Regions from separate parts of the Mus musculus genome. Here regions 1, 2, 3, 5 and 6 are each linked to region 4. Evidence: chromatin contacts called from public HiChIP or PLAC-seq and promoter capture Hi-C data. All regions are on one chromosome and are shown on one strand. Each heading gives the region's core, a stretch centred on a gene start, on an enhancer-like site or on the middle of the called end of the contact. The rest is flanking DNA. Distances are from core to core; before and after follow the strand shown. Region 1 overlaps Chst8 (carbohydrate sulfotransferase 8). Region 2 has its middle 36 kb from the start of Chst8. Region 3 overlaps Chst8 (carbohydrate sulfotransferase 8). Region 4 holds the start of Slc7a10 (solute carrier family 7 (cationic amino acid transporter, y+ system), member 10). Region 5 holds the start of Pepd (peptidase D). Region 6 overlaps Chst8 (carbohydrate sulfotransferase 8).

Region 1 (4,680 bases), core at 40-2,539, 410 kb before region 4:
AGCCATAAATTAATTACATGTATATAATATATATGTAGTGTGTATGTGTGTGTGTGTATGTGTGTGTCTGTCTGTCTGTGTGTGGAGAGACAGCTCCAAGGTTAAGAGTGCTCACTGCCCTTTCAGTGGATCAGAGGAGTTTGGCTCCTAGCACCATGTCAGGTTACCACCTGTCATTTCGGCTCCAGATGATGCCCTCTTCTGGTCTCTGTGGGCACCTGCACTTACATGTGCACATATTCAAATATAGACATGCATACATACACACACACACACACACACACACACACACAGCCAAAAACAAAATAAATCTTGGGGCTGGAGAGATGGCTCAGTGGTTAGGAGCACTTGTTCTTGCAGAGGACTTGGGTTTGATTCCCAGCACCCCCCCCCCCCGTCAGGTGACTTACAACTGCCATTAACAGGGACACACACAGTGCGCAGACATACATGCAAGCAAAACACTCGTGCACATAAAATAAACTAATTCAAAACACATTCCTCTTTACAGACTAGCTCTTGGATCTCTTGCCCAGGTGGCACAAGCAGACATACTAAATGCTTCTTAGCTGTCCAGAAGATTCCAATGACCACCCCCACACACACACACACCAGATTCATCATTATGTTTAGCATAAACAGCCCTCCTTTTCCCCAAAATAGTACCCACTCTGCATCAACAGCAGCAACCTAAGGGAAGAGGGATTTGTATGGTTCAGTTTCAGAGAGTTACCGGCGGGTGAGGTGGAGGCTGGGGGGGAAATGGTGTTCATGGAGACAGGTGCGCACAGCTTAGACTCCACAGGCTTGGCAGGCCGGAGCACAGAGCTCCCTCCATCTCCATCCCTCATTTCTTCCAGCTCAGCCCTGCCTGAAGCTTTCCAAAATACCCCCATCAGCTGAGGGACCAAGAGTTCAAATAAATGACCCGGATAGGGACGTGTTCTCTAAATACAGAAAAGCGTCCTGCAGGTCATTTTGGAAAGCAAGCCATCAGCAGATGAACTGAAGGTCCCTGCCACAGATCTTACCTACTGGAGGATGTCCCCTCCACCCGTGGGCTCGGAGAGTCCTGTCAAGGACCCGCAGCCTTTGCTGGCACAGCCCCTATGATCCACAACTCCAAACACCCCATTCAAAGACTCGATTTGAAAGGAGAATCACTGTGAATATAAATGACTTTCTCAGAAGCTTGACTTTTAAAAAAGGAAGACGGATCTGGCCCTTGCAAATAAAAAACAGATTGAGAAGCTGAGCTTCGTGGAGTGACTTAAGCAGGCATTCAGAGTTGGCACCCGCTGGGAACAGTGCGGCAAACTCGGAGCTGGAACAGCAGAGCCCGGGGCCTGGCTCAGCAGCAGCCTTTCCTTCCCACTTCTCATTTGCCGCCTCCTCCTCTCCTCCTCCCCGCTCCCTGTACCCTCATATCATCTCTGCTTAGAAAACCCTCAGTGAACACCTACTGTGTGCTGGTTAGTGTGCCCACACCTGGTTGGCCCTACAGAGTTCCCAGTGATACCGATGAGCAAGGGACCCCAGTGTGTCACCTTGTCTGGAACAGGGGTGATGCCTGACGGGAGGCAGAGGCAGGGGAGGAGCGGTGAAGCACACTGCTCACACAGGTCTGATGGGCAGCCTGTAACCAGGGGAGGGACATTGGGAATATTTCCTTTTCAAGACCAGCCCGGCTGCAGGTGGAGAATGGAGTCACGGGGGTCAGCTCTCTGGTCACTGTGTACTCTGGGTGGGAGTGGACAGAGGAAATAGCAGAGAGCCCGCAGATAGCTAGAGCAGAGGCTCCAGAGGCTGCCCGGGAGAACCATGCTGGGCATAGGTGCCATCTTTCTTATGATGGCCCTGCTATGTAACCCTCTCTTGGAGAAAGACAAGGACCCTCGTGGGGTGGGGGCTGCACTCCTGAAGGTGACTTTATGAGCATAGACATGAGCTATAATCCACCCTGCTGTGCTGATGACATGCATGGGGCTAAGCATAGGGTTTCCCCTCAGTGGCTGTTCTGGGAGGAGGGGTCTACAGTGAGAACTTCATGCGTGGCACAGTAATCAATGCACTCCAGTCCCTGTTGGGGTAATGGGCATAGGCTCTGCCAACTGATGACCCCCTGATACTACCCAGTCTTTAGAAGAGACCCTTCCCATGATGCCGGACAATAAGATGGAACCACAGTGGTTGTCCCCATCATGTCTGTCCCCACGGGTCATCCCCCACCACCAAATCTATGGTTCCCCCTCCATGGTTTCTGCTAGCCATAGTCAAATATTACCCGGAACACTGCATAGTTCTGCAAACAATTCTTAGGTCTCAAATGACTCATATACGATAGTGTTATAGTTGTCATATTATTAGTTAGTATTAATCTCTTGCTGTGGCCAATTTACAACTTAAGCTTTATTATAGATATGTATGTGTAGGGATAAAAATGACATATATAGTGTTTGGTAACATCCCAAGTTTCCAGGGTCCCCAGGCTACAAACATACAGTCGGGGCTGCTTACTACCACACAGCCCTCTACACCCACCTTCAAGGCCAAGGGTGCTGCAACTGTGCCTTCCCACCACACACTCTTGTCCACAATGTCACTAATTCCACGTGAGTGGGAAACTGAGGCCGAGGAAGGATGTGAGCCGCATTCCAGTGAATTATTTTCGTTTGTGGAAAAACAGAAGCTGAAGGAAAGGCGGAAGGTATTGCTGCTTGTTTAATTCCTTTTCTTCCCAAATTCCCAGCAGAAGGATCAAAGAAGCATTCAAATAAGAGAACAAGGTTGGGCCTGTAACCACAGAGGGGAGCTGGTGTGTTAGGTTTCTGATGCTGTGACAAAATGCTCTCGACAATCAACTTAAAAAGAGGAAAGGTTTATTTTGGCTCCGGGTTGTAGAGGCGTCAGCCCATGTTCATTTGGTATGGAGGTAGTGCGGCACATCATGGTGGGAGCGTGCCATAGAAGCCGCCCGTTTACCTCATGGCATCCAGGAAACAAAGAGAAGAAAAGATGGGGGCTTACACCCCAATATCTCCTTCCACACATACCCTCAATGGGCTACTTCCTCATTCCCACCTGTTAATGGTCCAGCCACCTCTCAATAGCACCAAGGGTAGGACAATGAGCTTGTAACGTGTGGGCTCTTAGGAGACACATATCCAAGCCATAGCAGTTGACTGGGGATTGGGAAGGGGGAAAAAATCCTTGAAAGCCACAGTACAGAGATTTGGGCAGCTACTCAGAGGTTAGGAAGCTGGCAGATGCAAAAGCCCAACTCTTAGAGGCAAGAAGGAACTGGGAGGAAGCCAGGAGTTATTCCCACAGAGGGAACCTGCCAATACTTCACAGCATTTCACAGCACAGCATTGAAGGCTGGGAAGCAAAGGTAAGAAGATCAGGACAATATATATATAATGAGTATAGTGTTTTGCCTACATGTATGTCTGTGTACCGTGTGTGTGTGTGTGTGTGTGTGTGTGTGTGTGTGTGTTCCTGGTACCCATGGAAGCCAGAAGAAGACATCAGATCGATACCCTGAGACTTGAGTTACAGACCACTGTGTGTGAACCCCTGTGAGGGTGCTGGGAATTGAACCCAGGTCCAATGAAGGATCAGCTAGTGTTCTTAACTACTGGGTCATCTCTCTAATCCCTTTTTTTTTTTTTTTGAGACAGGGTCTCACTATGTATCCTTGGCTATCCTGGATCTTGCTATGTAGACCAGGCTAGCTTCAAAATCACCTACCTCTTTTTCCCAAGTGCTGAAGTTAGAAGTGTACAGCACATTTTAACATACTTTAAATAAGCAAATTATATGATTAAAATTAAGCGAGGATGAGCTAAGAAGTGGCTGCTCATGTCTGTAATCCCAGCACTCGGGAGAGAAAAATGTAGGAAGGAATTCACAGTCGATCTGGGCTCTAGAGTGAAGCAAAGACAAAACAAAATTAAGTGAAAAGTACTGAGGGTTAGGACCTAGAGAGATGAGTCAGAGGTTAAAGTGATCATTGTTCTTACACGGGACCTGAGTTCAGTTCCCAGCATCCACAGCAGGCAGCTCACTACCACACAACTCCAGTTCCAGGGGCCTGGTGCCCTCTTGTGGTCTCCATAGGCACTTCACCCATGTGCACTTACCCCTCCTCCACAGAGACACATGTGCACACACAATTAAAATGTTTTAAACATTTAAAGGAATATAAGTAATCTGATCTATAAGATCTGGCTCTCTTTCACACTCTTTTGTGTTCAGCAAACAGAACACATTTTTCCCCAATTGCTCAAAAATTATTTTGAAAACTTGGTTTATGTTGGACTACAAAAAAAGAAACCTCAATAGAAGTCATTATCTAACCAAAATGCAATAAGATCGAATATTAAAAAATGACAGGGAAAAATATTGGCTATGACATTGTTTTTGATGGAAGAAAGTAGAAATTATACACTCGACCTTCCCTGGGGAAAGGAGAGTCCTGTTTTCAAAGGCTCGAAGATGGAGTTAAAGAGCCAGGAGCCAGAACTGAGAGTTACAGCATCACAATCGCAAGCAAAATCAACAACACCGTCATCAGGCCAGATGATTCAACAAGTTTCATTGAGACTTGGAATGATCATGGGCTTAAGAGAAATGAAGGGTATACAGAAGATTTGAGATGCACAGTTTATGCATTGCCTG
Region 2 (4,636 bases), core at 2,121-4,620, 340 kb before region 4:
TCTCAGGGAGGGCCCAGTGTTGATAGTGCAGCAGAAGCCAGAGGCCTCGAACCAGACAATCACTCGTTGCAGTGAACTTTTATAAGTAAAGCTATTTGGACAAAGCTTCCATGGTGAAACGTTTCTGTGTTTTGTTTCATTGTTTATTTTTGTTGTGTGGGGAGGTGACGAGGGTGGAGGGAGGATATGGAAAGATGGGGAGACGAGTGGCGTTGGGTGCATGATGTGACATTCGCAAAGAATCAATAAAAAGAAAAAAGATAAAAATGCAGGACGTTCCTAGCAACCCCAAGAACAGGACTGTCAGCCTGTAAATGGAGGACTGTTGTCTGAGGCTGGTCTCCCGGATTGGATCGTTACTATAAAGTGCAGAGCTGGGTGATCAGCCGGACTGAGCAAGATAGATTTCTTCAGGAGAACTCCTTGGCAAAGGAAGGCCCTGAATCACATTTCTCTCTCCAGAAGGGACTCACCTGGGGCAGAAGGGCCTGGCTTGGGAGTGTGCTGTGAGTCCTCGTCCAGTTCCTGTGTCGGAAGAGCAGAGAAAGGAACCCTGGGAACACGAGTCGAGCTTGCGAGAGGCCAGGGAGGTTCTGCAGAACCCAAGCCCTGTCTGTCATCTCAACAGCTATTAAATAACTTTATAGGGCAGCCAGGCCTGGTGACACCTGCCTGCCATTTTTGACACTTGAGAGGCTGAGGGAGAAGTATTATAAGTTCAAGGTCAGCCTGAGCTAGTAAGATTGTGCCTCAGATGGATGTAGCTCAGTGGTAGAGTTCTTGTTTGCCTCTTGTAAGGCCTCTAGTACAGCAAGGGTGCACAGGAGAGGACTGGAGGTACAGTATCCCACACATGCTGCAAATGGGAAACTAAGACTAAGTCAAGGGGTGTTCTGGGACCCCCCAGAGAGACAACAAAGGAAGCTAGCACCTCTATATGCCAAATACAGCCACAGCTCAGGGTCTAATAGGAAGCAAACCCTCGAGAAGTAGGCAGAACAATGAAAGCAACCCTGTGCAGTGGCCATTCCCCCCCCCGCCCCCTCTCCCCCCCAGTGCTGGACCAGAGCTGGGATCTCAGGAGGACTTGGCTTTGGATCTGGTTGCCAGGATACAGCACGGCCATGCCTGAACATCCCTGGAAAGCCGGCTTCCGTGTAACACCCCCAACCAGAATAGGAATGGAAGGGCTGAGCCTCATTATGGGCTGAGCTGATGGTTCTTAACAAATTGTCTTCAGCAAGCTTGACATACAGGGATGTGAGGGCAGCTGAGCCATGTGAGATCAGCTAGCTTTAGGAACTTGAGACTCTGGGAGAGGGGCTCGCATCTATCAAGATCAGAGCGGCTGCCATCCTGCAGGATAGGTCTGGTTTGTTTTGTTTTGTTTTGTTTTGTTTTGTTTTCTTCTAGAACTAAACCCAAGAACATCAAACCTTGGTTCCTGACCTGACACTCCTCTCCCCAGCACCCTCTTGGCCCCTGTGGAACCAGGGAATAGGAGCTGAATTATGGATTACATCCCAAACCAGGAAGGACAACCAACAACGCAGGACAAAGCTGTTTACACTGGTATCGATCGGACCCGGCAGTGACTTAGAGGCCAGAGAGAACCAGAAAGGCTGGCAGGAGGTGAGAGTTGCCTGACTGGTGGAATGTGTACTAATTCAATAACACGGAAATTTTCCTTAGGACAGCGTGACTCCCATGTGCTCCACCCTGCTCAGAAAACCACAGATAGCACACTTAAAGTCCAAGAATAAAGGGGTTCTACTAAGGCCTCAAAGATCTTGAAAATAGCTTACAGTTTAGGAGTGGACCAGTTAGCCAGCCTGGGTACATCCAGGGTTCTGTCCTGCTTGACGGTGGGAAGAGAAGGGAACATAACACCAGAATATGATGTCAGCCATATGCCCCTGCTTCCCAATGCTGGGTGCAAACCTATTATGAATGAGGGCATCCAAGGTACAGATGCAATTGGCTTTTGGTATATCCACCCTCAGCTCCTTCCCCTTCCATGACCTGGAGGAAGGTTCCTAGAAGGGAGTCCTGGTCAAGTGGGCTGTTGAGAGTGGGAGGGGTAGGGAATCTTCCTAATATTTCCAGCAACCTTAACGGATTCGTTCAGAAACCTGAATGGGTCAGGAAGGTTGTGTCTGCCTAGGTGACAGGTAGGCAGGCTCTGGAGGAAGCAGCAAGCAGTCCTGAGATGAGACCTCCAGAGGCTGGCCAGTATGATAAAGTATGTGGGAGTGGGCTGGACACTGGAGGGCAGGACAGGCTCTCCAGGCCTAGAGAAGTCTTTGCCATTCAGGACTTCTGATGCTTCTGTCCTTCTAACTTGTCCTCCAAAGTCCTGAGGTGTTGTGGCATGAGCATGTAGTGTCCCCCGCATGTATATGGATGTCTGTTCCTCAGTTGTAGAATCTTTCAAAAATTATTTTGATTATTTGTATGTGCCTGTATGAGCCTGTGTTCTGTGTGTGCAGGAGCCTGAGGGGGCCAGAAGAGGGCACCAGAGATCCTGGGACAGGAGCTACAGGCAGTTGTGAGTCACACCACGTGGGAGCTAGGAACTGAGACGGGGAACCCCTACAAAGTCAGTAGGCACTGTAACCACTGAGCCACCTCTCCAGTCTCCATCGCATAATCTTTTGAATGTGGAGTCTAGCTGGAAGGCATAGAACCATGGAGTAGGAGGCTTATGGGTTATAGTCCTGGCCTGAGATTCCTACTTCTTTGTTGGCCATAGAGATATGAATAAGCTGTCACAACCAGGCACTCCTGTGGCCAGCCATAGCCAGAAGCCTCTCCTGCTTCTATGAATATGACCATGAAACTACAAGCTAAAACAAATCCTTCTCCCCCTACATTGCTTCTGTTGGCATTTTTCATTGATGAGAAAATTAAGTAATACAAGAGACCTGGACTGAGATGCTGCCGTCAGTGGTGATAGGAAGTATTTCCTAGGCAGTGCTCTACCCAGAACGTTCTTTTCATCGCCAGCATGGATTTGCTTTGTCACTTAGGCTGCATCTTCGCGCACATCTCTTTGCAGTGTCTGAGAGTTGCACAGACAGTAGTTATTTGAACACACAGCCCAAAGGTGAGGAGCTGCAAGCATCTTAATTCCTTTTGGAAAGCCACCTCATAAGATCCAAGTCCAGGAGCCTCCAGAGCTAATGTTCTATCCTGTGTTAACCAGCTGGATATCAGGGCAATACCTCCCCAGACCATCTGTGTAGACAAGGCGACTCACAAAGGAACTTGGAGTTCAAATCCAAAATAACCCCCGCCCCAGCTCCAGGCTCGTGTTTTGCTGTTTGCTGACCAGCAGGTGGCGCTACTCTGGAGGCTATGGTACCTGCAGAAGATGGGACCTCAGTCACTAGCCGGTCAGGCCTCTGGTTCCCCGTCATTCATGATGTGAGGAACGTATGCCCCATGCTCACACCACCATAGATTCTGCCGTGCCTCCCCCACCACGATGGACTGAAACAGTGAGCCAAAACAAAATCTGTACTCTCTTACTTCCATTAGGCATCGTGGCCATAGCAACATTGAATAGCTAGTATAAGAACTGACCTAAATGGTGCCCAACACATAAAATCATTTGGGAAGAGGCTCCTGCCTGGAGTTTTCCCAGAGTCCTTTGGGGTTGCCAGACCTGGGGGACGGGTTGGGGGGGTGGGCGGGGCGGCGGGATCGTGCGAGGGGCGGGGCTAATCAAGGTGTCACTCCCATCCTACTGAGATGGATGGCGCTGAGCAGACAGAGTGAAAACGCCACCAGTTGTGGGAAGAACTCTATGGTCACCAAAGTGCAGACTGCTGGGTGGCTGTTGCCATGAACCTCCGTGGCTCTTATGGTCATCAGTGTGTAAAGAAAATGATGTGCTGTGGAAGAATTGTGACGTAACCATCGTTCTTTCTGAGAGGTGGAGCTGGGTGAAGAAAAGACCATTTTAGGTCTTTCCTGCATCGTTCTCGGAGAGCAAACTGGGTTATTTAAATTTTTTCCATACAATATATCTGATCATATCATCCCCTCCCCATCTCCTCCCAGAGCCTCCCCCACTTTCCTATTTACCTTGCTTCATGTTCTTTTCCCTTTTCTCTCTCTCAAAAAAAAAAAAGAAATAAACATAAACAAAAACCCGGTAAGACCAAAGATAGCAAAACAAAATTAAAAGTGCACACACAAAAGACATGGAGAGCATTTTGTGTTTTCCAGCTACTCCTGGGCACAGGCCTGCCCTGAAGTGTGGTTGATTTACATGGTGACAGTCCACTGGGAAAAAATAAAACAAAACAAAAACCAAACCAAACCAAACAAAACAACAACAACAAAACCCACCTGATTTCCCCCTTCTTGGCAGGTATCAATTGCAAATAGCTTCTTGGTCAGGAGTGGGACTTTTTATCTACCTCTCCCTCAGTGCTGGGTTTCCTTCCTGCTTTCTTCTTCCCTGGCCCTTATGTATATGTATGTATGCCATCCATGTCTGAGCTGGGAACTCCTGGAGACATCTTCCAGCACACAGCACAAAGAGTCAGTGGGTCCTGGCATCAGGCAGGAACTGGGGCTAGATGTGGGGGAGAGAGGTACCCTGGTCAGATGTAAGGGGGAGTGCCCT
Region 3 (5,099 bases), core at 1,709-4,208, 470 kb before region 4:
TGGTCTATGTCAAAGGATTTGGATCAAATGTGCTAATATGGGTGAGAATTGAGAAACCTTGGGAATGCCAGGGCCAACCCTCCTGAGGAGAGGGACATTTGGGTTTGAAGCAGTCAGGTTCTGGGGACACAGAGATGATACCTGAATGTGGCTCTCCTTGATGCTGTTCCTTGTGAAGAAATGCTCCCATCCAGCCCAGGTCCTCCCCGGTTAGGAACATACTTTCTCCAGCAGAAAGGACAACAGGTAGGTGCAGAACTACCCACCTCAGGTGAGATCAACAGGGGAGTGTTCTAGATTAGGATAGCCTGGAAGACATGCCACCTCCTAGAGAGATGACTCAGGACCCCCAAGGGTGCTGCAGTGTCACACCAGGATGACAAATACAGGTCTTTTACATGCACACACACACACACACACACACACACACACACACACACACACGCAAAGTGCACAGGTAAATGCTTTTCATAGCTTGTGTGTAGGCCATCTTGAATGAAAACATTCAGATGAGCACACATGAATACAGGAGGGATCATGGCATGCTCCAAAGGCTGGGCATTCAGCCTTCAGAAGTCTACACACACACAAATACACACACACACACACACACACACACACACACACACACACACACACACAGACAGGCAGACAGAAAAACAGAAATAGACAGATCTGCTTACTCCTGAGGATACTGAGTGCCGCCTCAGTCACTCCAGGATCACATGTAGAAAACACGAGCCAGGGCAGCACCCTAGACTTGGCAGCGGGAGTGTGGCTTAGGAAACTTCGCTGGTGCCTTCTGGGAGCGGAGCCACGCTGATACTCAGCAGGGTGAACACGGGGTGAAAAATGATTAGCTGTCAGTCAGTGCTTGAGGGATGCAGCCCTCCCTCTCCCCCCTGCTCTCAGCAAAAGGCTGCTGAGATATTGATCCACTTAGTGCATTCAGATCAGCAGCCACACATGGGCTGAGCCGTGATTAGCTGAAGAACATGAAGCGGGGGTGAGGGTTGCAGGGGTTCTTCTCCCAGGTCACCCCTGCCTCCTGAAGCTAGGGGCTGAGCTCGGAGATACTTATGCTAGGATGCCCAATACTTATTTCCTCTGGAAATGTCTCCAGCCAGGTCCCTTCTAGACCATGTTAGCAATCATAAATTCCCAGGCCTTGTTGAAGGGGGAGGGGTAACATGAGGGAATAAGATGATGAGAAGGGCAGAGGCACAGAAAACCTGGTGACAAGCCCCCAGGGGTGCTAGGGTAAGAGCCTCAGGAAACCATCAGATTTGGAGGCGCTAAGCTCCCCACCTGATTCCCAGGAGAAATTGGTCCATACGAAGGATAATGGCTTAAGTCTAATAAGTGACCACAGAACTTCCCTTATTCATTCCTTATACTACCCATCCATCCATCCATCCATCCACCTACCCATCATCCATCCATCTATCTGCTACCCACCCACCCATCCATCTATCCATCCATCCATCCATCCATCCATCCATCCATCCATCCATCCCATCATCCACCCACCTATCCATCTATCCATCCATCCACCCACCGTTCCATCTGCTAACTTACCCACTGTCCTTCTGTCTATTTGTCCACCATTCCTCTGTCCATTCAACAAACACCCGGCATATGATACGAAGGAAGCTTGGAGTAGAAAGACAGAAGAGACCTGGGTCCTGTCCCAAGAACCATCAGAGGCCAGGGCAACAAAAGTGTCATGAGCTGGCTCAGGGCGCCCTCTGCTGGCCTGAAGGCAAATACACCACTGGACATATCACTGTATGAACGTTAGAACAGGCCCAAACTCAGAAAGGGTGTCCAGAGACTGGCAGCCTTTCCACTGAGCCCTGCCATGTCCCACAATGCTTTTCTTTGTGAATATGTGGCTCAAGGATCAACTTGCATTGAACCTGGGGATGGCTACAGGTGCAGCAAGTGTCTCTGATCAGACCATGCCCATCCAGGGTGAGAGAGCCAGGGCACCAGTCCTCGATGGCTCCCAGATGGGCCAGTGACAGCAGCCACTCTGATCTGGGCCATGATGGACATGACCACTGTGGAGGAGATGCCTCTCAGATGCCAGCCCCAGTTCCTTGATTCTGCTCTCTACCACTGTAGGGAATGAGCTGAGGGGTAAGGCAGAGAGGCCTGGTGCCCCATCACTGCTTGCCTCTGTCTGATTTGTTCCTGCCTCTGTTTCTTTCTGGCTTTGCCATGAACACTTTGACTGGGTAATTTCTGCAAGTCAAAAGAAGCCAACAGAAAGTGTATGTGATTTGTCTATACATGTATTTTTTTGTACAGATATGGTGTGTTAGGTATGTATATATGTGTGTAGATGTATACACATATGGTATACATCATGGCATATACCTGAGTGTGTATGGGTGACACATGTATGATATGATGTGTGCTCTGTGCATAAATTGTATGTGCTGTGTATGGATGATATGTACATATGTGTGTATGTTGCAATAGGTAGTATATGTGTATTTGTGGGAATGAATGGTGTGTGGTGTCTATGTGTTCATTGTATGCAGGTGGTATGTACATGTATGTGGCGTGCATGTATATATGTGTTTATTGTGGATAGGTGCTATATGTATGGAGTATTTGTGCAGCTTCTAATGATATATATGTGTATGTATGTAGTGAATGGTGCATGTGTGTGGTGTATGTGGATTGTGTGTATATGGGTGGTATGTATGTATGTGCTGTATATGTATGTGTGTGGTATATGAATATATGGCATGAGTCTGTATACACAAGGATAGGTAGTGTGTGCATGATCAGGCCCAGATGGTCCTTTTAGTTCCTCCCCCAGGCATTAGGAACTTCCTGTGCCCCTCTGCCTCTTCTGATGGACAGGAGCTCTCTAGTACGGAGGGTCTGGCTGTGGAGTTTCAGGGCTTCACAGCAGGGGCTGCCAGGCCTTTCCTAGAGCCAGCTGCCACAGTGAAAACAGAATCACTCACAATAAGAATGGCTGTCAGGGGGAGCTGAGCCAGGAGTCTCCTTTGTGGCCTGAGACCTCCCATCTTAAACAGCAGCCAACGAGATGATGTGTGGCCATCAATGGTGGCACTGTCACAAGGCAGAACATCTCCTTTCTTTGACTGGAGCAGCACGCAGGAGTCTGATACACAGTGACTGTCACATGATGTCCTCCACGGAGTGTGAAACCCAGGCTTGCTGCAGTTTTTCCTTTGGTAGCCACAGCAAGTGGCTCCAGCCCCATCCTTGCCATATGAGGCTTGTTCACCCTTGCCCATTCTGCTGAACAAGGCTCCTCAGCTCCTGACTGCTTGACAAACCTGGGGCTGGGCACCTTGCGGTCCTCTACCTTCCTTCCTCCCCAGCCTCTGGAGGCAAGTACAAAGTGCAGCCCTAAGGCTAGTCCAGTGTCTCCAGGTGACCCCCTCCCCCAGTCCTGTCTCCTGGAATCCTGTCACATTCCTGGGATTGTCATCCAATACAGGGAACATTCTCTCCCTCTCTTTTCCTCTCCCTCCTCCCCCACCTCTCTCTCTCTCCCTCTCTCTCCCCAGTGTACACACACACACACACACACACACACACACACACACACACACACTTACACAATCTTTCATTTCTGGGGGGGACAGCTGGGGCAGGCTTTGAACTTGTTATGTAGCTTAGGCCAGCCTCTCCATCCTCCATGCCCAGCCTCTGGAGTACTGGAATGTCAAGCATGCGCCACCACGCCTGGCTGTAAGGCTCTTTCAAAAGCACTCCTATCTCACTCATTTCCCCAGAGAACAATAGCCAGGGAGCTCCAGCCACAGAAGCAGGAGCCTCAAGTGGGGGGCGGATCCTTGGACACAATGCACACTTTCCTTGAAAGGGCACTAAGGCCTCGGAAAGGAGAGACACAGGGAAGCCTGAGTGAGAACCAACATATGTGATCTTGCTTTAGCCACACAGCCAGTTCCTGTTGTCTCACGGGTGCCCTGTGCCTTACAGACAGGTGACTAATGGGCAAGATTCAACCCCAGCCTGGCCATCCGCTCTGGCCTGAGGACAGTTCTGTAGTATGTCAAGGGTTTCCCACCTGACCTTCTCCCAGCTGACAAAAGGAATCCGCCTTATATCAGGGGAAGTGTAAACGACTTTTAAAAACATTTATCAATGTCAGCCACAGTTTGGAAAACACATTTCATTTGGGAGGTGGCAGACACTGGCGTCTCACTGTAGAAAGCCACACCTATGATGTCATTGGTGGGACTGGTGAGGGGAGACTGGGTACATCTTGGAAACTTGAGGCTGGGGAGGGAAGGGAAGCAGTGGAACCTGGGTAATTAGACTCCCCTCCAACCCCCAGCTGAAGTCTAGACGAGCAGGTAGCCCGCAGAGCCAGAACTGAGGGCAGGGTGCACTTGGCATTCGGGAACCCCAGAGAGGTGTTCAGGCCCAGATCGGGAGGTGCTGTCTCTCCCCACTAAGTGTCCCAGGCCCCACGGGATCCAGCAGGGATTTAAGAGCTGGGGGTTGGCCTGGGTGTGTAGCTTTCTCGCCCTCCTCTGCAGCCTGCAGCTTTTACCTCTTCCCGAGAAGGCTTCTGGGTAAACACAGAACATATACATTTATCTCAGCTTCCCTCTAAGATCACAGTGTAACGGCAGCAAAGAATGAAACAGATAGCAGCCCACGGTGACAAACAGCACTAGTGGGGGATGGCGGCAGATGACAGATTCCAACACATTTCTGGAAGGCGGAAAGAGGACCAGGGGTGGGAACAGCTTCCACGGATGAGAGTAACACGTTGGCCAAGCTCATGGGGTGCATGTGGAAGCAGGACGAAGCCCACAGTGGAGGGAGAGGACTTGAAAGGAGCAGGAGGGGGGCTGGGAGGAAGGGACTTGAGCTTGAGACTCTGAGTGATTTTTTTCCCCTCAGATCTGCCTCAGAAGAGTGCACAGAGGACAAGCAGGCTCCAGGATTGGATGGAGTGGGGGAGGGGAGGAGGTACACTGAAATGAGAGTTAACTAGAAGCCTTCAGGTGGAGCGGTCAGAACCCAGGCTCCCTTTGCAGCATGTACACACGGAGACCTTTCCCAAGGCTGGAGGT
Region 4 (4,502 bases), core at 1,191-3,690:
GTGCAATACCAGTAGTAGACAGAAGAAGGTGCTAGATCCACTGGAACTGGAGATACAGTTGGTTGTGGACCTTTATGTGTGTGCTGGGAACTGAACCAGGGTCTTCAGCCAGATCAGCAAGTGCATTCAACCTACGAGCCAGCCCTCTAGTCAGAGTAATTGTTTTTATGTTATTAAAAGCTTATTTTCTATTTCTTGCTGGCATACAGAAATATAATTTATTTCTGGATATTAACCGTATACCCAGTGACTAACAAACTTATCAACCTACAATGTATCTTTGTACTTTACTTCCTGTATACTCAAACATATCATATCTAAATGACAGGTTTTGCCTCCCTGCCCACTGCCTACTTCGAACTGCTTTTCATTGTTTTCTTGCCTTGTGACACTGACTAGCACCATATTGTATACAACCAATGAGTGCTAATGTCTCCTCTTACTCAGGCCTCCATGGGAAAACATTTACTATGTCACCGTTTAAGTATGGCAGTTGTGGAGTTTTGGTTTTTACTTCCCGAGCACTCTGTCCAGCTTTTGGATTCATTTGGGGTCTGAGTTGTTTGTTTGTTTGTTTGTTTGTTTTCCACGTGAAGGCAGCCGTGTTTCTAACTTGTTTAGAGTTTTGTGGCTTGCTTCGCTTAAGTCATGGATTACCATCTTTTTAGAAGGTCCCACATTTACCTCCTAATGATCCCTGAGCTATATATATCCCAGGAGAGACATGCAAACACCATCTTCAACCCTTAACAGACTCAACCCTTCTCAAACACAGACTCCACATTCCAAGTCCCCGGAGAGGCTCATCTCTGAAAAACTACTGGCTTCTGGCCTGTGACTCTGATGCCACCCTCTGCCCCTTGACAAAGAGCCTCAGGGGAAATCCTTCTGGCTGGACCCTAACCCAGGCGACCTTGGCATTGCAAAGACAACGGAGTCGCTAGTCAAATCAGAAAGTCAAGCCTCTCAGGTCCTTACTACCTGCAACACTCATGAGTGTCCTGGGTATCAGGACCGCTCTCCCCTATCCCAGCCCACCCCAGCCTGACCCAGCACCGCACGAGGTTCCTTTAAGAGAGTCTTGCCACGTTCAGCTTATCGTCTCTGGGGCGGGAGGCAGAGGTCGCCAAGAATGTTGGGCTTCGTCGGGAGTGCGAAGGATGAAGCTCTGCCGAGTGGCTTCCCCCTCCTGGTCCCCCCAGAGTCCTCCCTCTTCTATTTATCAAGTCCCCGCCCCAATTTCGAAGTACCAGGCCCTGGCCAAGACCCCACCTCCGTGCTCCGCCCCCAGCCCAGGCTCTTGGGCTCCTGAACTCGTCCCATCTCGGGTCCTCCCTGCCCTTCCCCAGCAAACTCTGAGGCCGCGATCGGGGGAAGGACCGGTGGCCCCGAGTGGCCTCATCCTCATGCAGGGGACGGCGCGACGCAGCTATCGCCAGCAACACACAAAAGCTGTTCCGCCGTCGGCCACACCGTGCCAGCCTCGCTCCGCCCGCCGCCCCGGTGGCCCCGACGCGGCCCTGCTCCCTCGCACCACCCGCGCATGAATTTGCCCCGCGATCTGGGCTGCACCGCCCAATGGCTTCCGGGAGGAGGCAGGCTTCCCAGGATCCTGGGCCCGATACCTCCTTGCTACCACAATTGTTCTCTTCCCGTCTCTCTGGCACTTCCAGCGGTCTGGTCACCTTGAGCCATGCTAGACGGCCTGGGCCAAAGTCCCAGTCCACTGTGCCCTGACTGACCTGTGTAGAGGAGTCTGCGGTGGGGACCTAAGGCTGGACCCGAAGAGGAATTAGGGGATGCTGAGGCAGGGATAGATTTGATGGTGATGGGGACTGTCCCAAACTCCCAGGATGCCCGGGGCCCCACTGGGGTCTCCTTATCTTCAACTCTTCTCAAGCCTTTTGCCTTCAGAATTGTTTTAAGGACAGTCTCCATTCATCCCAAATGACTCAGTCAGGACCGCCTAGAGGCCAGGGAGCTATCAAAAAGTCTTCATGGAGACCGTGCCACTGTCAGGCTAATTGCCGCTAGGCGGTGGTTTTCAACCTGTGCAATGCCCACCCTTCACAAATGGGGCTTGAGGGATTTAGAAAGTACAGGCTGGGGCATGCAGCACCGCCTACCCCAGCACGTCTTGCTCACACTCCTTGAGCGCAGGGACAGCCTGGTCTTTGAGCTCTTCTCCCCCACCTCACCCAAGTCTGGGTGTAGCCCCTTCGTTCACTCAACTAGGAAGTCCTTTCTAAGTCTGATCCCAGTCCCCTCCTGTCTCCCCTGACTAGGGTTGGGGGTGGGGGGGAAGGGGGAGTTCCCTTTAAGGGCGGTGGGGGAGGGGGCTGCCGGCCGTCCCTCCTTCCGTCCCTCCCTGGATCCAGCCGCCCGGGGGCCCCCGGGGGCCCGGGCCCCGTGCCAGCGCATGCGCCCGCCTGTGGGCGCTGTCCCGGGCTGCGAGGGCCGCGAGCGCACCGACAGACGAACCGACCGACGGAGGACTGGCTGCGGGCCGGACAGACGGGGTAGCGCAGGGAACTGGGATGAGGCGGGACAGCGACATGGCAAGCCACATACAACAGCCAGGCGGGCACGGGAACCCCGGCCCTGCGCCCTCGCCTTCCCCGGGCCCTGGTCCCGGCCCGGGCGCCTCGGAGCGGGTGGCACTCAAGAAAGAGATCGGGCTGGTGAGCGCTTGCACCATCATCATCGGTGAGTAGGGCGTACATAGCGTGGAAGTACTGGGGGAACCCCTTTATGTTCCTCCCTCACGAAGACCATAAGACCACAGGGGCAAAGGAACCCTTCGAGCACCTGCTGCCATAGCTGGAGAATACACTTGACCCCATTCGGAACAGAACCTGGCAAACCAGTCACAAAACTTCTTGCCCTCACCTCCCCAACCTCTCTGAAAATTTGCGCCTGGAAGGGGGTGGGGGTTCGGGTGGGGGCTTTCCTTGCTGCAACCCTCCCCTGGCCTTCACTCAGCTGAGGGGCTTTACCAAGGCAAGTCCCCTGTTCCCACCTAGGAAACGGAAATAATTGCTAGGCCTGGCTTGAGTGGCAAGTTCTGGGCTGCAGGGCAGCCTGTGTGCATCCCTACTGTGTGCCAGATTCAAGTGCCAGGGAAGTGAAGCCATCTGTTCTTGGAAAGCAGGAAGGTAAATGGCCGGGTAGAGTCTAAAGCAAGGGTTAAAGGCCACGAAGCTGACCTTCCTGGCAGAGGTGGCCACAGAATCCGAGGAGAGGTAGCGAAGTAGCCAGGAGCAGACCAAGCCTCCAGGAGAGCACCCACTCAGCCCTGGGATCCAAGTGAGCACTCTCGTGATCTGGTGGCATCTGAATGGGTGCTCTCATGGCCTGGCCCCTCTCGCTCTTCCTACAGATGGTGCTTTTTGCATAGGTAGAATGCCCCGGGGACAGGGTTGGGCAGCAACCCCACCTCTGTCTGTCCCTTGACTCCTGAAGGAGAACTGGACTAGACCTCTTGGGCGGGGCCTTTTCTGATTCCCTGTGCCCAGGAGTTGGGGGTCTAAAAGAGCAGTAATTGGGGTCTTGATTGTCCCCTTTCCCAGCCAGTAGGAAGTGGCACACAGTAGGGATGCAGCCAAATAGCTCTCTTTCTGCCCTTTGACCCCTGGAGATAGAGAAAGGCTGAAGTGTGTGTGTGTGTGTGTGTGTGTGTGTGTGATCTTTACCTTCTGCTCTGTGCCCTTCCATGAGAAACTCCAGCTGGAGAGATGTAGTGTCTCTTGGGTATCCCCTGCACTCCTACCCAGAGTCACCCCTGAACCCAGCTCCAGAGAATTCCACCACCTGCCTTCTTCCTTCTAGAATGCTTATCTCCCAGGGACTGGTCCTGATGTCCCTCCAGCCCCCCTGACTGTCTGATAATAGAAAGGACCGAGCCTGTGGGCCAGGCCAGAGCAGTGGTTAGAGCTTTGCCTTCAGCCAACACCATTTTCAGGGTACTGTACCTCCTCCCCGCAAAAGGGAAGCCTACTTATCACTTGGGTCACTGGTGGGGCTGGCTATGGTGCCAGAGAGGTTCAGAGATGGTGGAGAGGAGAGCCTAGCATCAGAGGCTGCCAGGCTGCCAGCCATCTGCAAGAGGATGGGAATGGTGGTGTAGGGGAGAGATGAACACCCAGTCCACCATTTTGCTCCTTCTCCATTCAGGCTTTGGAGGAACTGGTGCCCCGGAGCCTGGCTCTGGGCCGCCAGCTCCCTTCCCATTTCAGCCTGTTCTTGCTTCACTGTTCCCCCTTGGCCTCCAGAAGATGAAGGCTGAGGAGGAGGGTGGAAGTCAACTGCGCTAACCAAGAAACAGAACTCAACCACTGTCCCAGCCCAGGGCACTGGGTGCTCTCCCAGGGGGCCAGGCTTAAGAAGCTCAAAAGTTCCATCAGTCAAGACACCAGGCCAGGCAGGGGACAGAACCAGACAGCGGGGGATTGTCCTAAACTAGGTGACTGGGGAGGAGGCCAGATCTGCTCTGCTCTCTCCTT
Region 5 (4,814 bases), core at 2,060-4,559, 270 kb before region 4:
TTCTGCAGGAAGATGGATGCCCAGATGAACTGGGCTAGGAAAGGAGGGCAAGAGGGTTCGGGATGTGATGGAGGGCCTTCCTGGGGCTGATAGTGTGGCCCTGGAGAACATTGCAGGCCACGTTGACCCTAGAAACAGGGAAGCTAAGGTTAGCCCAGCCATTATCACAATGGCCCTCTAGTACCATGACAGGACAGCCACCTCAGTATGTGCAGTGGTTTGAAGGAGAAATGCTCTCTATAGACACATGCCTGGCCACTTGGTAAAGGTGCTGTTTTGGGAGATGGCTGAACCTTTGGAGTGTGGCCTAGTTCACAGAAGCAGGTCTCTTGGGGGGATGGGAGGGGGAAATGTTTGAAGGTGAAGCTCTGGCCTGAGCTTTCTGCTTCCTGATCCACTAATATGTTAGGAGCTGCAGCCCTGTGCTCCTGCTGCTGTAGATGGAGCCATCCTGGGAATCATGCAATTCCTGCTGTGATGGACTATGGCCCCTTGCTCTAGTTTTGTTTCTGATGCTCTGATGGGTACTCTGGCGGAAAGCAACTTAGTGGAGAAAGGGGCCTATTTCTGTTAATGATTTTCTAGGTTGCAATCCACAGCTTTGGGGAAGTCAAGGCAAGAACGTCACACAGCTAGTGACATCATATTCACAGTCAAGGGCAGAGAGGCATGAATGCACGCATGCTCACATGCTCGTCTGCCTGTGCTCAGTTCTCTGTCTCATATAGGTCAGGACCACCTGCCTAGGGGATGGAGCCACCTACAGTGGACTGGTTGCTCCCACATCAATAAACTTAATTCAGATAATCCCTTACTGTGAGGCATAACTCAACTTAAAGTACCTCCTTGAGACTCTCCAAGCAATTCTGGGTGTGTCAAGTTGACAACTCAAGAGAACCATCACAGCCTCTAGGAACATGGGCCCCAATTAACTGTTCCTCTTTTAAATTACTCCTGTCAGGTTTGGGGCCACAGCGACAGGTAAAGTAACTAATATATCATGTCCTGTCTGTTGCATGCCTTCCTGTCCCACCTGGGAGAAATGAGTATGGAATACATCCTCCTGTCCCCTACGTGGCCGCACATGCCCCATTTTGACATGAGTCAATGTGAGTCAAAGACCTAGTGGTCAGCGACGTCCACTGAGCTGTAGGGGAGTGGTGACTTAGGCAGTGGGGGTGGGTAGGACAGGGTAAGGTGATCTAACACAGTGCCACAGGGAGAAGGGAGGACCTTGGCTAGGATGGCATTCCTTCAGGGGTAGCAAGGACAGCGGACTTCTGGAGAGTAATATTGCATTGGAACCTGGGCTAATGAAGCAGGTACCTCTCGGCCACCTGTAGGCCATCACGAGGCCAGAGCTTGTCTCAGAGGGGACCCGTGACCTTGGAGGTGAGGCACAGTGTGAGGCATGAGCGCACTGCCCGGCTCACTTCCTCAGCTGATTTACACACTCCCACGCCGACTCTCTAAAATCAATCTTTCCCCAATTGCCTCCTGGCTCTCAGCAGCGTCTGGGTCTGCCCTGCATGAGTAACTCAAAAAAAAAAAAAAAAAAAAAAAAAAAAAAAAAAAGGGTTCTCCCACACCCTGAGCAGCTTCTCCTGGAGTCCCTGCCAGCGCCTCTGATGGGCAGGAACAGGGGAGGAGGATCCTCTGCCTCAGCCTTTGATGCGGAGTTGTGATACGTGGCAGGGCCATGATGGAGTCTGATAGAGAGCAGCGAGGGATGTGGTCAGGCTTGCTGGAGAGGGTCTTGAGCAAGAGTGGGGGAGGGGCCGGTCCTGCTGGAGCCTCTGATGGGGAGGGGCGGGGAGAGGCAGCAGGTGTCTGACACAGAAAAAAACCGACTGTCAGAGCAGACCCTGCCTCGAGGCCCACTGTGCAGATGGGCCTGGGTGGGCAGGAGCCGTGGGTAGTGCTTCCCGGTTAACACTACAGAAAGAGTGCTCCGTTCAATGGCTGGGTGTTCTCTGCCTCTCTTCTGTAAATATTTAGGATAATTACTTCTTTTACACATTAATAAGCATTAAGCTGGCAGTTGGTTTAATTTTGACATATTTTATGTCAAAAGAAGTGGGGCTGTGATTAGCTGGGGGCAGGCTTTCCTACTACAAACCTGCTCCTCCTCTGCTATTTTTAAAAAGGCGTCCCTTATTAGGGAGTCGAGACTCTTTAGCTGAAGATGGAGCTAATGCACTCTGTGTGTGTGTGTGTGTCCAAGTTCTCAAGAGTCTGTGTGAGGTCAGGCATGTTGCTTACCCTTCTGGACCTTAGTCTCCTCCTCTGTAAGATGGTGCTAAGACAGCACCTGCCTTCCTCATGGGGCTTTTGTGAGACCACTGTGAGCAGTGGTGCTAACATCTGCAAAGCACTTGAACCAGTGTCTTTAAGTGCTGAGAGTAAGGAGGGCAGTGCCTGCCTTCTGATGCTCATTTCTCTGTAGGACTCTCCTCTATCACCAGGGCTCAGCTCTGCTATTCCCCACCTCATCCTCCCCTCCCCTGCTCTGCCCCTGCCCCTGCTTCTCTTTCTTCAGCTCCTCCATCTTGCACTTGAGGAGGTTTGGACTAGAGCCTATTAGATTTAACTCTCCAACTTATATACAAGACCCTGAAGGCCTTGCTTATCTCTCAGCCAGAGACTTTCTCCCCAGACTCCCTTTCCTGAATGCTGGAGGCTTCTATTACTCCAGTTGTCCCAGCTCTCCATCATCTTTGGCCCTCCTCCCCATGGTTTCTTTTTTCTTTTTTCTTTACCATATGAATAAATATTTATTTATTTATTTTTTAAAATTAAAAAATTTTTATTAGATATTTTCTTCATTTACATTTCAAATGCTATCCCAAGAGTCCTCTATGCGCCCCCCCCCCCCGCTCCCCTACCAACCCACTCCCACTTCTTGGCCCTGGCGTTCTCCTGTACTGGGGCATATAAAGTTTGCAAGACCAAGGGGCCTCTATTCCCAATGATACAGAAGTGGATCCCCATGGTTTCTTTATTCTTGTATGTTCTTCTCGCGGGTGGGCGGCAACATACACACAAGGTCAGGGGCTAACCTAGAATCAATTGATCTCCTGTCTCAGGACACTTCTTCCCAAGAGGGAAAGCCTTCTGGGTTGCTGCTCAAGTTCCTTCTAGTTTCTTGTGGGAATCTGAGATGCTTAATCAGCTGCAGGACTCCTCCACTTAAGGGTGTGAAGTCCGGAGCTGGAGTGGGAGGGACTGAAGCCACCACGCCCATTAAAAATCCCGCCCTGGCCCCGCCCCGTCCTCCTCAGAGGAACCCTAGCTGGTTCAGCTGACGCTGCACTCCACGTGACGCTAGCGCCGAGTGAACATGGCGTCCACTGTGCGGTGAGTGCTGAGCTTGTCCCTTGCCCTGCCTGCGGCCCGCGTAGAGGTGGCCTGCCTCGGTATTCCTAGCTGAACAGTGGGTGACAGCCTCCGAGCTCTGACTGGAGTTGCTCTGTGGCCGCGGGCTGCGGGCTGCGCGCTTCTTCTCTGGGGCACCGGAACCGAGAGCCGGGCTGGGCGAGTGGTACCTGCAGAGCCCCTGCATGCTTGCGGCTGCCCACTGGCCCTCGTGGGGCGGGGGAGGGTGGCTTCCCTGGAGTCCCGAGTGTGGCAGCCTCACCGTAAGTGGCCGAAGTGGGAGCTTCACAAATCTGTTCACTGCCACGCCCCTCCGATGAGGTGGCCAGCCTGGTCTGGGCGCCAGGTTCCCAGGCGCTTCCTCAAAAGTGAGGGAAAGTGTGAGTAGTATTTGGAGTGGCCGTGGAATATCCGTTAATCAGGCCAGCACTTTCCTGATTCTTTCCTGGCCCAAACGTCAGCTCCTCTGAGACACCTTCCCTTAATTATCTGATCAATTCTATACTGCCTGACTTTCTGTATGTCAGTTGTCTCCTCACTAGCTCCGATGCAGGCTCCATGCAGGCCTCAGTAGCCCAGTGTATTGCTCCGCTTAGACTTGCCATAATTCTGTATGATTAAAGGGTCAGTGGTTCGGCTGGGAGGAAGTTTGGACAGATGGGCTCTATTCAGTGTCACGGAAGGACAGCTGATCAAAGGTTAAGAGATAAAGACTGAGAGAGTAGGGTACATCCCTGAACTAGTAGGTTTGGTGCTAGTGACTTCTCCAGACTTTGTCCTGGGGGAGCAAGAAGGATTGTCATCTGGAATCTGCTTTTTAAGAATTTTAGACAGGGTCTCACTATGTAGCGCATGCTGGCCTTGGGACTCAGATTCTTCCTGCTTTGCCCTTCAGAGTGCTGACAATCCAGGCACGATGGCACTACACCCTGCTTGAGATCTGTTATGTTTTGCTTTGCTTTGTTTGAAGACAGGGTTCCTCTGTGTAGCCCTGGCTGTCCTGGAAGTCACTCTGTAGATCAGGCTGGCCTCGAATTTGGAGATCCACCTGCCTCTGCCTCCCAAGTGCTGGGATTAAAGGGGTGTGTCACTACTACTTGGCTTTTTTTTTTTTTTTTAGGTATTTTCCTCATTTACCACTTGGCTTCTTAAAGAGTTCCCCCCCCCCAACCCCCACCCCCGATAGCATGAGCTGTGGTTTCAGCGGAAGAGGGTGTGGACCTGGTGGTAGGGGATGTTAGGAAGGGTAGGGGTAGAAGAGTGCAGTTCTCCACAGACTGAGTTCAGAACTGAGGCGAGTATGGTAAAAACTAGTGGAGCAAATGCATCTCTCCATATACAACGAGGGCAGTGGAAACAGTGCCATCTTAGTTAGCTTCCAAGGTTGGAAGAGCTTGGGACATAGCAATCATGTAGTGACTACCAGCGGTTTTCTAGGA
Region 6 (4,855 bases), core at 1,378-3,877, 480 kb before region 4:
CCTAGAATCCCCCAGTGAGGGGCTGGAGGTGTGGCTCAGTGGTAGAGTCCTGCCTAGAATCCCCAGTGAGGGGCTGGTGGTAAAATAGCAGTAGAGCACTTGAGGACTAATATTTAAGAAATGGAGAGGGAGGGAGGGAGGGAGGGAGGGAGGGAGGGAGGAAGGGACAAAGAAAGACAGAAACAGAGGTAGAGACAGAGAAAGATGGAGATCGAGTAGGGAGAAGAAAGAGTAGAGACAAGGAGACAGAGAGAGGGAGAGAATGAGCTAGCATGCTTCCCAGGTCTTACTCTAGGCTAGGCTGGGCACCTGACTAATAAGAAATGAGATGTGGAAAAATGAGCTGGAACCTGAGTATTGATGCATGGACATGTTTGTAGACTTCCCAGAGTCCTCTGGGCCTCAGAAGTACCCCAGCCTTCTGCAGTATAGGCTGACTGTTACAGGTCTCTGCTGGACAAGAACATGTGTCCTCCTTAAGATCTGCCCACATGGGCTAGTGAGATGGCTCAGTGGGTAAGAGCACCCGACTGCTCTTCCGAAGGTCTGAAGTTCAAATCCCAGCAACCACATGGTGGCTCACAACCATCCGTAATGAGATCTGACTCCCTCTTCTGGAGGGTCTGAAGACAGCTACAGTGTACTTACATGTAATAAATAAATAAATAAATAAATAAATCTTTAAAAAAAAAAAAGATCTGCCCACACATCCCTGCAGAGCCAGCAACTTGACCCTTGCTGGGGAATTGTTGTGTTGCTAAGGGAAGTAAGGAACGATGCCTGGAGAAAGGTAAAAGATCCAGAAAACAGGCAGGTCAGGAACCAGGAACCTAGACCTTACCACTGAGCGTGCTCTGTGAGAGAACAGATCATGACTTTGGCTGCGGAAGGATGATTTACAGGGGAGCACTCTCCCAAGGAGACGGGCTTTGAGCCTGTGGAATGGATCCCAGGAAAGATGCTACTAGGGTGGCTGTAAGAAGCCTGGGGAAAGGAAGCCCACAGTGCTGATCCAGCCGCTGCTGCAGATGGCAGGCAAAGAGCAAAAGGCTGCCAGAGACAACCCATCCCCAGGGGGACACGCTCAGACTGTGAACGGCTGGAGATCCCACTGAGTGTGTTTGTGGGAGACCTGGCAATATCCCCCTTTGAGTGAAGGGCTAGTATCTAAGAGAGGTTCAAGGCTGAATGTGAAAGATGCCATTAGAGCCTCGGACACCCGGGTGAATGGGAAGGGCAGGGTCCTGGAACAATGGAAGCCAGAAGGTAATGCTTGTCTATGCTAACCAAAGCGCACACTCACCCCACTGTCATCCTGGGGCTCACCTACAGATAAGTAATAGAACATGGCATCTATAAGGATAAAAGAGGCAGGTGACTTACAGGGAGGGTATTGACCAATAAACACACCAAAAAGAAACCCAGGAGGGCTACCAGCAGGCAGACCTCCCAATAAAAAGGCGCAAACCATGTCCCAGACTCAGAACATGACAATCAAGGATGAAAGCAGATCCCTCATAAGAAGCACTCCATGACGTCACAGGTCATGCAGAGTGATAACTTCCTCAATCTCTCTCCAGGGACCTGCTGTTACATGTGGGATACCTATACACTGGGGAAAAGGGAACACTCAACCATCTCTATGATATTTGGTTCAAATTGAGATGTTTCTTGCTTCTTTGGCCCCTGGGAGCCCTTGTTAGTGTGAGGGCATATGAAGGTGGGTGATCAAGTGATCTCCGTGTAGCTAGCTCATGCTGGGCTCATAGACTCCCATCTGGTGGTCATTTCTCCTCTCTTCCTGGAGGTACAATCACAATGGATGCCCGTGATAACTGGCAGTGCTTCTGTGCCATTGGTCTGTGGTTATAGCAATCATAGAAAGGCGTCTTTGCTGAAAGCTTAGAAAGTGACCCTTTGCTGTTCTGTGTTTATTTATTCATTTAGCGTGAAAACATTTCTAGTTTGCTCTAGAGTCACATTCTAATTTTGGTGTTTTGAGGCAGGGTCTGGCCAGGTCGATCAGATTTGTCTTGAACTCTCAAATCCTCTGTTCTTAGCTTCCCAGGTGGTAGATTGCAGGTGTGGGCTACCATACCTGCCCAATTGTTACCATTATTGTTTTAATAAGCTTCCCCCTTTTGCTATGGGGTCTCCTATAGACCAAACTGGTTTCAAACTTACTGTGTAGCTACGGATAGCCCTCAAACTCTTAATCCTGCCTCTCTCTACCTTCTGAGTGTTGGATTCCAGGTATGGACCAACCTATTTATGTGGTGCCAGGGATCAAAGCCAGAGCTCTGTGCATCATGGACAAGCATTCTACCCACTGAGCTCCATCTCCAGTCTCTAGCCCACTCTAGTGTCTCATCTGCACCGTTTGCTACTGTAGAAAGCCTAACATGCCACGGGTAGAATGAGCACAACGCCTAGTTCAGGAGCTGAGGTTACAAGTGGAGTTGGTGTAGACAGTGTCGTGATTGACAGAAGAAGTAACACTCTGGCAAAGGTCTAAGGTCAGAAGAACAAGTTACATCGGAGCAGTGCAGCCCAGGCTTAGGCAGCACCAGAGGTCCCTTGATCACAGCTCAACTGGAAGGAGGAGGCTGTTTCAGGACCACGGACAGCTACCGAAATACCGCTTCTCCTGCCCCCCTCCCCTTCAGGGTCTAACTACCCGCACGTCCTTATCTCTGGCATAGCAGGCCTATGGAAATGCAAGACTCGAAGTCTGCCCTACCTCTCAGCACTAATAACCGATTGGGTCTACAACTGCTTCAGTAGCGTGGGTTGTTCCTTGTGGTCCTATTTGTTCAGAAGCCAAGATATGTATACATAGTGTGCTGTGCAGTGCCAATTCTGGGGGCTGATGTAAAAATAATTTGCCAGTAGAGATCTTCAGTCTTCAGTGAGGAAAGCAGATGGATGAGCATGGGGTAGACTCCAGGGCCCTGGACTTTTTCAGGAGGTGAGTGGTGTGTGTGTGTGTGTGTGTGTGTGTGTGTGTGTGTGTGTGTGTGTGTGAAGGGGGGAGAGACAGGGAGGGAGGGAGAAAGATGGAGGGAGAAAGATGGAGGGAGAAAGAAGGAAGGAGAAAGACAGAGAGGGAGGAGTAGGGAGAAAGAGAGAGGGAGGGGAAGAGAGAGATGGAGAGAAAAGAGAGACACACACACAGAAACAGACTGACTTCATGTTAAAATTTGCTGACCTCTGGTTTGGGACTCCTTGCTGGGCTCTAGTCCCAGTATATTAATCATTTTTGTATGGCTATGATGAAGTACCCGCCACAAACAGCTTAAAGGGAAGAAGGATTTATCTCAGCTGGTGGTTTTGGAGGGCTAGCCATGGTGACTTGGCTCCCCACTTCCCAGCTGGCGGTGAGGCAGAGCATCATGGAACGGGAGGGAGGGTGTGCAGTAGCTGGCTCTTCTCTCAGGGAGCAGAGCAGAGAGACTAGGCAGAGGCCTGACTTCTTCCATCAAGGCCCCGCTTGCTAAGGTCTCTAGGACCTAGCAAAATGGGGCTGCCAGCTGGAACCAAACATTAATGCATGAGTTTAGGATGGATGCTTTATATTTTAAAAACACCAGGAGCCCACCAGTTGGGAAAAAGAGATCTCCTCACCTCTGGGGATTGGGGTTTTCTGCTAGAGAATCTCACATCCAGTTTTCCCATAAACTAACTTGAGGTTTCTCTCTCAGATTCTCTCTCTCTCTCTCTCTCTCTCTCTCTCTCTCATTCTCTCTCTCTCTCTTGATCTCTCTTTTGGTCTCTCTCAGTCTCTCTCTCATTCTCTCTCTCTCTCTATTGGTCTCTCTCTTTTGGTCTCTCTCGTTCTCTCTCTTTCTCTCTCTTTTGGACTCTCTCTCTCTCTTTTCCAGATTGGGTTTTCTCTGTGTAACCCTCCCTGGCTATCCTGGAACTCACTCTGTAGACCAGGCTGGCCTTGAACTCGGGGATCCGTCTCTCTCCCAAGTGCTGGGATTGAAGGTGTGCGCCACCACTGCCCAGTGTACTCACTCAGCTGTCTTAAGAAAGAAAGGTACCTACCCAAGCTCATGATCTCATCTAATCCCAGGATAAATTACAGCCACTCACATCAAACTGACTCAGAAATAATTTAGTGTGTGCGCTAGCATCCTGAAATATTAGAACTGAGGTGATCTTTAAAAGTCAGGGAGTGAGTGTCGACTAGAGGGAGTGTTCTGAGGCGAGACTAATCAGTTCTGAATTCCATTCCACACAAAAGCAGATACATAGTTATTATGTAACTAGCCACTCCCACCACCCAGGTTTCCTGCTGTGATGAGTCCCACAAAGTAAACAAAAGAATTGCTGCCTAATCATTCACAGTGCATGGCGTGTGTGTGTGTGTGTGTGTGTGTGTGTGTGTGTGTGTGTGTGTGTGTGTGTAAATGAACTGCAAACACTAGGTATTTGGGGCTGATCAGATTCTCTGAGAAAGATGGCAAACAGATACTCAGCCATGGTGAGAGGGAGGGAGGCAGGGTAGGAGGGCATTCTTGTTTCTGTGACTTCTAGGGGGGTGAGTGTAGTCCAGATGGGGCTTTAGAGTCGGGGCAAACTGTCTTCTGTTCACTAACACTACATCTTGCCAAAGAAGGGAGAGTCACCACCTGGCTGGAGGCAGCCATGTCTGAAAGCAGGGAGAGGTAGAGACGGGGTGGTTGGAACTAAAAGCTAAACTGTGTCTCTAAATCTCCGTGAACTTGCATTTTTCTTGCTTACTCTGTCTTTCTCTGCAGATGGAAAAGAAACGAACTGTGAAGGCAACCCCACAGCTTCTCATGGTCAATGAGTTTCTGAAGGAGATAGAGGCTGGGGCTGAGCATGC

The links. Promoter capture Hi-C pulls out the DNA fragments that hold promoters and counts their contacts. HiChIP or PLAC-seq counts read pairs in DNA pulled down with a chosen protein or histone mark.
Region 1: an H3K4me3 HiChIP or PLAC-seq map of forebrain shows a contact between it and region 4, with 4 times the contacts expected there. The contact joins the enhancer-like site here to the promoter of Slc7a10 in region 4. A contact is called at or near these places in 17 of 39 promoter capture datasets (the 3T3-L1 cell line, 3T3-L1-derived adipocytes, the C10 cell line and 10 more), 1 of 15 datasets of contacts at CTCF or cohesin (pro-B cells), 3 of 484 Hi-C or Micro-C datasets (the N1E-115 cell line, bone marrow-derived macrophages and cortical neurons), 5 of 115 datasets of contacts at active chromatin or transcription factors (astrocytes, embryonic basal ganglia, embryonic stem cells and 2 more) and 1 of 9 other capture datasets (embryonic stem cells).
Region 2: a contact with region 4 is called in an H3K4me3 HiChIP or PLAC-seq map of embryonic stem cells, with 14 read pairs. The contact joins the enhancer-like site here to the promoter of Slc7a10 in region 4. A contact is called at or near these places in 16 of 39 promoter capture datasets (the 3T3-L1 cell line, 3T3-L1-derived adipocytes, the C10 cell line and 10 more), 3 of 15 datasets of contacts at CTCF or cohesin (embryonic stem cells and stem cell-derived epiblast-like cells), 47 of 484 Hi-C or Micro-C datasets (the C2C12 cell line, the CH12 cell line, ECoMG myeloid progenitors and 20 more), 9 of 115 datasets of contacts at active chromatin or transcription factors (acute myeloid leukemia, astrocytes, bone marrow-derived dendritic cells and 3 more) and 3 of 9 other capture datasets (embryonic stem cells, liver and pancreatic islet).
Region 3: a contact with region 4 is called in an H3K27ac HiChIP or PLAC-seq map of embryonic stem cells, with 7 read pairs. The contact joins the enhancer-like site here to the promoter of Slc7a10 in region 4. A contact is called at or near these places in 7 of 39 promoter capture datasets (the 3T3-L1 cell line, the HPC-7 cell line, cranial neural crest and 3 more), 3 of 484 Hi-C or Micro-C datasets (Sertoli cells, cerebellum and palatal mesenchyme), 10 of 115 datasets of contacts at active chromatin or transcription factors (astrocytes, craniofacial prominence, embryonic basal ganglia and 7 more) and 1 of 9 other capture datasets (embryonic stem cells).
Region 5: a promoter capture Hi-C map of embryonic stem cells shows a contact between it and region 4. The contact joins the promoter of Pepd here to the promoter of Slc7a10 in region 4. A contact is called at or near these places in 21 of 39 promoter capture datasets (the 3T3-L1 cell line, 3T3-L1-derived adipocytes, the C10 cell line and 12 more), 14 of 484 Hi-C or Micro-C datasets (ECoMG myeloid progenitors, bone marrow-derived macrophages, cerebral cortex and 7 more), 4 of 115 datasets of contacts at active chromatin or transcription factors (astrocytes, bone marrow-derived macrophages, microglia and 1 more) and 5 of 9 other capture datasets (adipose tissue, embryonic stem cells, liver and 2 more).
Region 6: a contact with region 4 is called in an H3K4me3 HiChIP or PLAC-seq map of craniofacial prominence, with 4 times the contacts expected there. The contact joins the enhancer-like site here to the promoter of Slc7a10 in region 4. A contact is called at or near these places in 15 of 39 promoter capture datasets (the 3T3-L1 cell line, 3T3-L1-derived adipocytes, the C10 cell line and 10 more), 3 of 484 Hi-C or Micro-C datasets (nephron progenitors, palatal mesenchyme and stem cell-derived primordial germ cell-like cells), 11 of 115 datasets of contacts at active chromatin or transcription factors (astrocytes, craniofacial prominence, differentiating embryonic stem cells and 8 more) and 2 of 9 other capture datasets (embryonic stem cells and liver).

What each region holds. Positions count from the first base shown.
Region 1 is chr7:34,777,317-34,781,996 of GRCm38.p6, forward strand. The region is part of intron 1 of Chst8 (carbohydrate sulfotransferase 8); the gene reads right to left. Among named protein-coding and RNA genes, the nearest start is that of Gm38987, 33 kb to the right of the region's middle. Within about 2 kb of position 1,290, at least 22 of the 459 cell types and tissues checked have an H3K27ac peak or open chromatin away from gene starts, as enhancers often do. A contact at or near this core is called in cortical neurons, forebrain and hippocampal neurons, where this site is marked.
Region 2 is chr7:34,846,496-34,851,131 of GRCm38.p6, forward strand. No RefSeq gene overlaps it. Among named protein-coding and RNA genes, the nearest start is that of Chst8, 36 kb to the left of the region's middle. Within about 2 kb of position 3,371, at least 7 of the 459 cell types and tissues checked have an H3K27ac peak or open chromatin away from gene starts, as enhancers often do. A contact at or near this core is called in embryonic stem cells, where this site is marked.
Region 3 is chr7:34,718,048-34,723,146 of GRCm38.p6, forward strand. All of the region lies in intron 2 of Chst8 (carbohydrate sulfotransferase 8), which reads right to left. Among named protein-coding and RNA genes, the nearest start is that of Gm12781, 61 kb to the left of the region's middle. Within about 2 kb of position 2,959, at least 73 of the 459 cell types and tissues checked have an H3K27ac peak or open chromatin away from gene starts, as enhancers often do. A contact at or near this core is called in embryonic stem cells, hippocampal neurons and trophoblast stem cells, where this site is marked.
Region 4 is chr7:35,183,945-35,188,446 of GRCm38.p6, forward strand. Slc7a10 (solute carrier family 7 (cationic amino acid transporter, y+ system), member 10) reads left to right here and starts at 2,441. Exons shown (of 11, transcript NM_017394.4): 1 at 2,441-2,706. The coding sequence starts at 2,538. Gm38988 (a long non-coding RNA gene) reads right to left here and starts at 1,013. Exons shown (of 4, transcript XR_003946743.1): 1 at 1-1,013.
Region 5 is chr7:34,909,098-34,913,911 of GRCm38.p6, forward strand. It overlaps Pepd (peptidase D), which reads left to right and starts at 3,310. Exons shown (of 15, transcript NM_008820.2): 1 at 3,310-3,357. The coding sequence starts at 3,341.
Region 6 is chr7:34,700,309-34,705,163 of GRCm38.p6, forward strand. All of the region lies in intron 2 of Chst8 (carbohydrate sulfotransferase 8), which reads right to left. Among named protein-coding and RNA genes, the nearest start is that of Gm12781, 43 kb to the left of the region's middle. Within about 2 kb of position 2,628, at least 22 of the 459 cell types and tissues checked have an H3K27ac peak or open chromatin away from gene starts, as enhancers often do. A contact at or near this core is called in craniofacial prominence, where this site is marked.